2 separate regions of the Pan troglodytes genome follow, and region 1 is linked to region 2. A link is a contact called in public Hi-C data. All regions are on one chromosome and are shown on one strand. The core of a region is the stretch at or near the end of the contact, and the rest is flanking DNA. Distances in the headings are between cores, read along the strand shown.

Region 1 (3,656 bases), core at 135-2,634, 390 kb before region 2:
CTGGAGTGCAGTGGCACGATCTCGGCTCACTGCAACCTCCGCTTCCCAGGTTGAAGAGATTCTCCTGCCTCGGCCTCCCAAGTAGCTGGGATTACAGGCACGCACTACCACGCCCAGCTAATTTTTGTATTTTTAGGAGAGACGGGTTTCACCATATTGGCCAGGATGGTCTCGATCTCTTGCCCTCGTGATCTGCCTGCCCCGGCCTCCCAAAGTGCTGGGATTACAGGCGTGAGCCACCGCACCCGGCCTTTACCTTTTCTTTATACACCAGCATCCAGCACAATCTTGGACAGACAAAAAGTGCCGAATAAACAACTGGTAGATGAATAATGAGAATTGATTGCTTCTTCTTTAGCATTCAAATCTTTTTTTTTTAATTTTTTTTGAGACGGAGTCTCGCTCTGTCGTCCAGGCTGGAGTGCAGTGGCGCGATCTCGGCTCACTGCAACCTCAGCCTCCTGGGTTCAAGCAATTCTCGTGCCTCAGCCTCTCCAGTAGCTGGGACTACAGGCATGCGTCACCACATCTGGCTAATTTTTGTATTTTTAGTAGAGATGGGGTTTCACCATGTTGTCCAGGCGAGTCTCGAACTTCTGACCTCTGGTGATCCACTTGCCTCAGTCTTCCAAAGTGATGGGATTACAGGCGTGAGTCACCGCGCCCAGCTCAAATCTTATTCTCTATTTAGCACTTATTTCTGCCTTTAATTATATATGATTTTATTATAATACGTTATCTCCTCTGACTAAACTCTGGAGAACAGAATATGAGTCTGATTCCTCTCTCAGCTTTCTCAGTACCTAATACAGAATAGAACGTCGATAATTTGGTCACGTATATAAAGGCTCAACATATTTTAAGGAGCTAAAGCTATTCTGAATACATTTCAGTAAAAATGGGTGCATTTTAAAAGCCTTAACCTGGTACTACATTAGTTGAGATTTATCCCCGAAAGATAAACTCGTTGGCACCACCTAGTAGTCACTAAATGTGGTGCACTTTTACGAAACTACAGAAACCGCTCTCAGACACTGTATCTGGAGCGGAGGGTCCTCATTCATGCTCACCTGTCTCTTAGTACTCTGATCTCTGCACAGTGCCGACCGGTCTCAAATTGCACAAACCTCCAGTTCTTGACGTTCCGAGTGTCATAAACTTCAGGAAAATGAAATTATTCATCAGGACTACAAAAGGCTCAAAGTTCAAACCACCTCGGGGTGGAGATGCTGGAAAAAAGGAAACCATTAACAAGTAATTGTATTTGCTATATATAAACTTGCCCTAAGGCAGTCCAGGTAACTTCCACTTGAGCAGCCTGAGACATCAAGGACGGGGGCACTTTCCCCCTCGACTGCGCCTACCGCAGCCTTTCTGAGTTTCTTCCTAGCGAGGCCGAGAGGGTCTTTGAGGACAATCCCGCATCCGGACACGCCTTGAGGGATGGCGTCAAACCCAGAGGCTTGGAAAAGGTAAGGGCGGAGAGCACGCCTCTTTCTTGAAAGTGAGGAGGGTTTGGCCCAGAACCAACAGGACTGGGTGAAGAATCAGCTCCGGCCACCGCAGCAAATCCCACCCCACGCGGGAACTTGAAGTCCGGCACGTAGGTCCCGCGGCGGCCGGGCTCCAACAGGCCCCAATTGCCACCAGAGGTAGCCGTAAACCCACGGTCCCCGAAACTCCTTCCGGGCCTCCCTGACAAAAACTGGGACAACCTCCTTAGGCCCCCGGGATCCCCCCTGTGCCGCCTGACCGCCCGCCAGTCCCAGAGTTTAGGGCCAGGGGCCCCGCCTACCTGAGGGCCCTGGCCTGGCGGACCGCGCCGGGGGAGCACTTCCGCTGGACGCACGCACTTCCGGCCCCCTGGAACCAATGAGAGTGCGACCGAGATGTTCCACTCGCTGGCGTCCGGGCCGCTGGTGATCTCCGGTAGCACTCGGGCCGGCGGACAGTGAGGGCGCGGTAAGCTCCCCGCAAGGAGCCCCTGAGAAACTGGTCCCTTTTTGTCCTAGATATAGGGGAGTCCAAGATGGTGTGGTGGAGTCTTTAGAGTCGAATATGACCCGAGGCAAGCTCATATTCAGGTTTGGGGCAAGGAGCTTTGATTGACCCTTAATTTTTTCAGTGGAACGGAAAACTTCGGTAAAATAGCTTCTGACCTTCGGAACAGATGGATTCACCTTGGAAAGGAAAAATCTCTTTCTAGAAGAGTCTTGAGGTCTGGCACCTTTAGGCTTAACGGGGGACGGCTGGGCGTCAGAGGAGGAAATCCTTCATTCCGAACGACTTCCCTTTCCTCCTAAATCCTTCTTTCCAAATCTGTAAAAGACTACATCTACTTTGCTGGAGGTGGTTTGACACTCATGCTCCTTGAGAAGGAGGTAATGAGCTGTAGGGCAGCTCTTAAAAAGTTACCCTTGGCCGGGCGCGGTGGCTCACGCCTGTAATCCCAGCACTTTGGGAGGCTGAGGCAGGCGGATCACGAGGTCAGGAGTTCGAGACCAGCCTGGCCAACATAGTGAAACCCCGTCTTTACTAAAAATACAAAAAATTAGCCGGGCGTGGTGGTGGGCGCCTGTAATCTCAGCTACTCGGGAGGCTGAGGCAGGAGAATCGCTTGAATCCTGGAGGCGGAGGTTGCAGTGAGCCGAGATCGCGCCATTGCACTCCAGCCGGGGCGACAGTTCGAGACTCCATCTCAAAAATAAAAATAAAAAAAAGTTACCCTTGGCTGTCGCGGTGTGACACCTGTAAACCCAGCACTTTGAGAGGCCGAGGTGGGAGGATCATTTGAGCCCAGGCTGGGCAACATAGCAAGACCCTCATAACAAAAAATTAAAAATAAAATTACCCAGAAACTGGTTGGAACTATTTAATGATGGTCTTAGTCCATCTTCCTGAAGTAGTCCACAGAACAACATCAGTGTTCATGGTAGAATTGTTTCATCAGGGCAGTCTTTTTTTAAGTAACAATGTCTTGTTAAAAAACAAGAGCTGTGTTGCCCAGGCTGGAGTGCAGTGGTGTGATCATAGCTCACTGCAGCCTTGAACTCCTGGGCTCAAGCGATCCTCCGGCCTTGGCCCCTCAAAGTGTTGTGGTGATTGGCACAAGCCACCGACAGACCTGGAGTCTGAAGTTAGTTATATTTCAGCTACCCAGGATAAACTTCTAACTGTGATTACCACAGAACTCTACCAAAACTAATTGTTTCTCTTAGTTCTGTCTGATTGTGGAATCTCTTTATTACCATCAATTGTTTTTCAGAGTTATAATTTGAATATGAAACCATTTTTCTAGCCCACCTTAGAGAAGACTGTTGACACACTAGTTGAAATGGTTGCAATAGCCTCTACCTTGCAAGACACTTCAGATTCAAAGAATTTCCTTTGCAAAAGTCGGCCGGGTGCAGTGACTCACGCCTGTAATCCCAGCACTTTGGGAGGCCAAGGCGGGCAGATCACTTAAGGTCAGGAATTCAAAACCAGCCCGGCCAACATGGTGAAACCCCATCTCTACTAAAAATACAAAAATTAACCAGGCGTGGTGGTCCATGCCTGTAATCTTAGCTACTCAGGAGGCTGAGGCATGAGAATCGCTTGAACTCAGGAGGTGAATGCTGCAGTGAGCCAAGATCGCGACGCTGCACTGCAGCCTG
Region 2 (3,427 bases), core at 577-3,076:
CCACAGTACAAGAGACTGAAGTCTGACCCCTTCATACCTACCGCCCTCAGTTTGCCACTGGTGCCACCAAGAGGCTGCTTTGGGTTCTGCCATCCCTCTCCCCTCAGAATGTGCCTTGGCCGTCCCATGGGTCCTAGTGCAGTTTATAAAGCTTTTGTATAGGTTTTATCACAGAAAATTGAGTCAAATGTGATTTAAATTAAATGTGATCACTATATAGTAAGCCACTAATATCATTTGCTACAAGTCATAGTTGTTGGAATATTACCCATTGAGCATTGATTTCACCTATTTAATGTGTTTTCACTCATACCCTCAAACTTAGGGCAGGATAGTGTTCACCAGATGAATCTGTTTTTTGGAACTGTTGCTATTATTCTAATCAGGCAACTGATACGTTTTATGGAAAACATCTATTTGGTTAACTGATGTCTGAAGTGACAAATAATAGTGAGCTGACCTTTGTCCTACAATCTCCTAAAAAGAGCAGCATCTCTACCTGGTGTTAGCTCTGGGGAAAAGGGCATGTTGCTTCTGTTGAAAGCAGCCTCAAAGGCGTCCTGTGTTTTTATAGTCGCTCCTCTGGCCTGTGCCGGGAAGGTATGGCTGCAGAGCACTGTGAATGAGTTCACCTGTCGTCAGGGAACCCCAAGAGTGCTGCAGTGCCAGCAATACAGGAATCAGGGATTTGGAGCACTTGGCAAAAGCATGCTAGTGTTCTCAGACGGGTGAACTAATTTGGAAGACAACAAGTTCATACTACCAGTCTGTCTGTCCCCCCAATTGAAAATAGTTTCTTTTTCTCCATTTTTTCTTGATGGAAGGGGTGTCCTTCTGATGGATTTTTCTATCTGGCAGTAAATCTTTGTGTTGGGTCCTCTTTAACTGTGCAGTTCTTTTTATTTCAGACTAATAATAGGGAGAGAGAGAGAGAAAACGATAACATCTCACTATCTGTGAAAATAACTAAATATAGCCCATTGTTTTAACAAATCTTTCCAGAGTATCTTCCGTGTGTCGAGACCTGTGGGAAAACGCTTGCTGTCTGGGGGAGAGAGGCATATAAATACATTATTACAGTGAAATCATTGCTATTAAGGAAAAAAACATTACTAGTAATGTGGGAACACAAAACTGTCAGGGTAAGTCAGGAAAGGCTGCCTGGAAGAGGTGACATTTGAATCCACAACAGACTCTTAGGTAACTATGCCATCCACAGGCTCTCGCACTAACTGTGGAAGCTTGAGTCTGCTAAATTTTGTCTGTACAAAATGACATTGTTTTTATTTTTAGTAAAAAGCTTTTACAAAGGAAGAGGAGTTAATTGAATGTACTTCTTCACTCTCTCTAAAGCATTCTTGCATATACCTCCATATAGCTAAGTGATCAGGGTCAGTTAATTTTTCAGTCATTTTTGAAATAAAATCTAAAATGCCCTCTGTGCAATATGGAAAAGGTTCTTGACAAGGAATGTAAATAACTTAAAGAATCTGCTTAAGTGGAATGCTTCTTTCTATAGGATCCACATTGGGCTCTTGAAACAGATTCTGATAAAACCGTTTAATGCATTGTTCACGAGTCTTTTTATTTTTTTTATGAAGCTTTTTGCATCGCCATGATGAAGCATTCTCCACGGAGCCCCTCAAAAACAATGGCAGAGGAAGTCCCCTGGCCTTTTATCATGTGCAGAATGTAAGTGACATGGACCTTTTTGCCAAACATATGTTTTTCTGGTACCTTGGCTTTCTCAGCCCAGGAAGGGTGATAAGAAGAGGTACAAGTCACTGGCTGTGCAGGGGGAGAGTAGACAATAGAGGGCGTGGCTAGAGTGGTGAGGTCATCCACAGTGGCCTGAGCAGCAAGCCTTCTTGTCTGTATTACAATGGGCCTAGTGAATGTGGGTTCGTCTGCCAATAAAATCTTCCATCAGTTTGAATGCAATGAGTTGTTTTAGTGTTTCTGTCCTAGAAAAATAAGCATGCTTAATAAGAGTTTTATTAAAGTGAATGCATTGTCCTTTAAACCCTAAGATACTTATGTTGCTCGATTGCAAATAACAAAAAATATCAAATACCTTCTGTAGCTAAATTAAGATTTAGATCTGTTTTCCTTGCAACTGATAGTATAATTAACACATTAATGCCCTTTACAACTGTATTCCAACGTGGAGTAAGAAAACAGACCCTTCCCTCTCTTATGTGAAATTTCATTCAAACTCTATTCCAAAGTCATTATCCTCATCACAATAGCTAATATTCACTGAGAGTTTATTTTGTGTTAGTCACTGTTCTGAGAGTTTTTGTGTAATTTAATCTTTACCTTTATACCATAGATTAAGATAATCCCTGTGTTAGCTGAGATGACTGAAGCATAGAGCAATTAAAGTCACTCATCAGGCTGGGCACAGTGGCTCACACCTGTCCCGGCACTCTGGGAGGCCGAGGCAGGTGGATCACTTGATGTCAGGAGTTTGTGACCAGCCTGGCCAACATGGTGAAATCCCATCTGAGACACGAGAATTGCTTGAACCCAGGATGGGGGGGTTGCAGTGAGTTGAGATTGTGCCACTGCACTCCAGCCTGGGCAAGAAAGCGAGACTCCCATCTCAAAAAAAATAAAAAAGTAATAATAAAAATAAAGTTACTCATCAGTGTTACAAGAGGCAGAGATAGGACTTAAGCTCAGAGAAATGTAGCTCTGGTATTCAGGATATTCACTACTACATGAAACTGTCTCTCATTCTCTTGCTAACCATGTCTGCTATCTAAAGTAAGAGAGGAAAGGAGAACTTCAAAGATGGAACAAGCAAACACAAAATATGCCATCTTCTTTTTCATGTTGGTATAAATATAAGCAAGCATGTATCTGATAAACTTTGATCAGCTGCTGTGCACAAGGATTGTGCCTGACAACTGGGGAATGCAGATGAATCTCAGATGCTCCCAGTGAGCTTCGAATCATGATAGGGGAAATAAAATGCATACATAAACACCAGTCATGCAAAGATGAACATGAGAAAATATTCACTAAATGCAGTGGGAGTGGAGAAAGGGAAAGTTATTTCTATTAATGGAAAGCTATTTTAAATTACTTCTTGTTGGGGAGGATAGTTGGGTGGAGAAAGGGAATAGGAAGCTCCCTGAAGGATGTAGTATAAGCAAGAAAAGGTGTGTCAAACTTGGCATTGTGCCTGGCACATAGGCCATAGTCAGTACATGCATGGATGTGCTGGAAGGGCCTTCCAGGCAGGGTTGCAGCCTGGGCCAGTCCTCGGCACAGCTGAGGAGAGAGCAGGTGAAAGGAGCAGCAGGTGAGTGAGTGAGCCAGAATAGTAAGTGTGGGAAGGACAACAGGGGCCAAGATCAGTTGAGGCAAAGTATGGAAGATCTTGAATACCTGAAGCTGGCGAAAGTTACTTTAGAATTAA

What was found. A called contact is a pair of places that touch in the nucleus more often than the background predicts.
Region 1: a contact with region 2 is called in a Hi-C map of stem cell-derived neural progenitor cells, with 2.9 times the contacts expected there. The contact joins the promoter of NMNAT1 here to the enhancer-like site in region 2. A contact is called at or near these places in 1 of 7 Hi-C or Micro-C datasets (stem cell-derived neural progenitor cells) and 1 of 1 datasets of contacts at active chromatin or transcription factors (stem cell-derived excitatory neurons).

The regions. Positions count from the first base shown.
Region 1 is chr1:222,046,427-222,050,082 of NHGRI_mPanTro3-v2.0_pri, reverse strand. NMNAT1 (nicotinamide nucleotide adenylyltransferase 1) reads left to right here and starts at 1,384. Exons shown (of 5, transcript XM_016953779.4): 1 at 1,384-1,472. It overlaps LZIC (leucine zipper and CTNNBIP1 domain containing), which reads right to left and starts at 1,244. Exons shown (of 7, transcript XM_001161245.6): 1 at 1,071-1,244.
Region 2 is chr1:221,657,575-221,661,001 of NHGRI_mPanTro3-v2.0_pri, reverse strand. KIF1B (kinesin family member 1B) reads left to right here. Exons shown (of 47, transcript NM_001374455.1): 30 at 1,602-1,692. Among named protein-coding and RNA genes, the nearest start is that of PGD, 60 kb to the right of the region's middle. Within about 2 kb of position 1,826, at least 8 of the 24 cell types and tissues checked have an H3K27ac peak or open chromatin away from gene starts, as enhancers often do. A contact at or near this core is called in stem cell-derived neural progenitor cells, where this site is marked.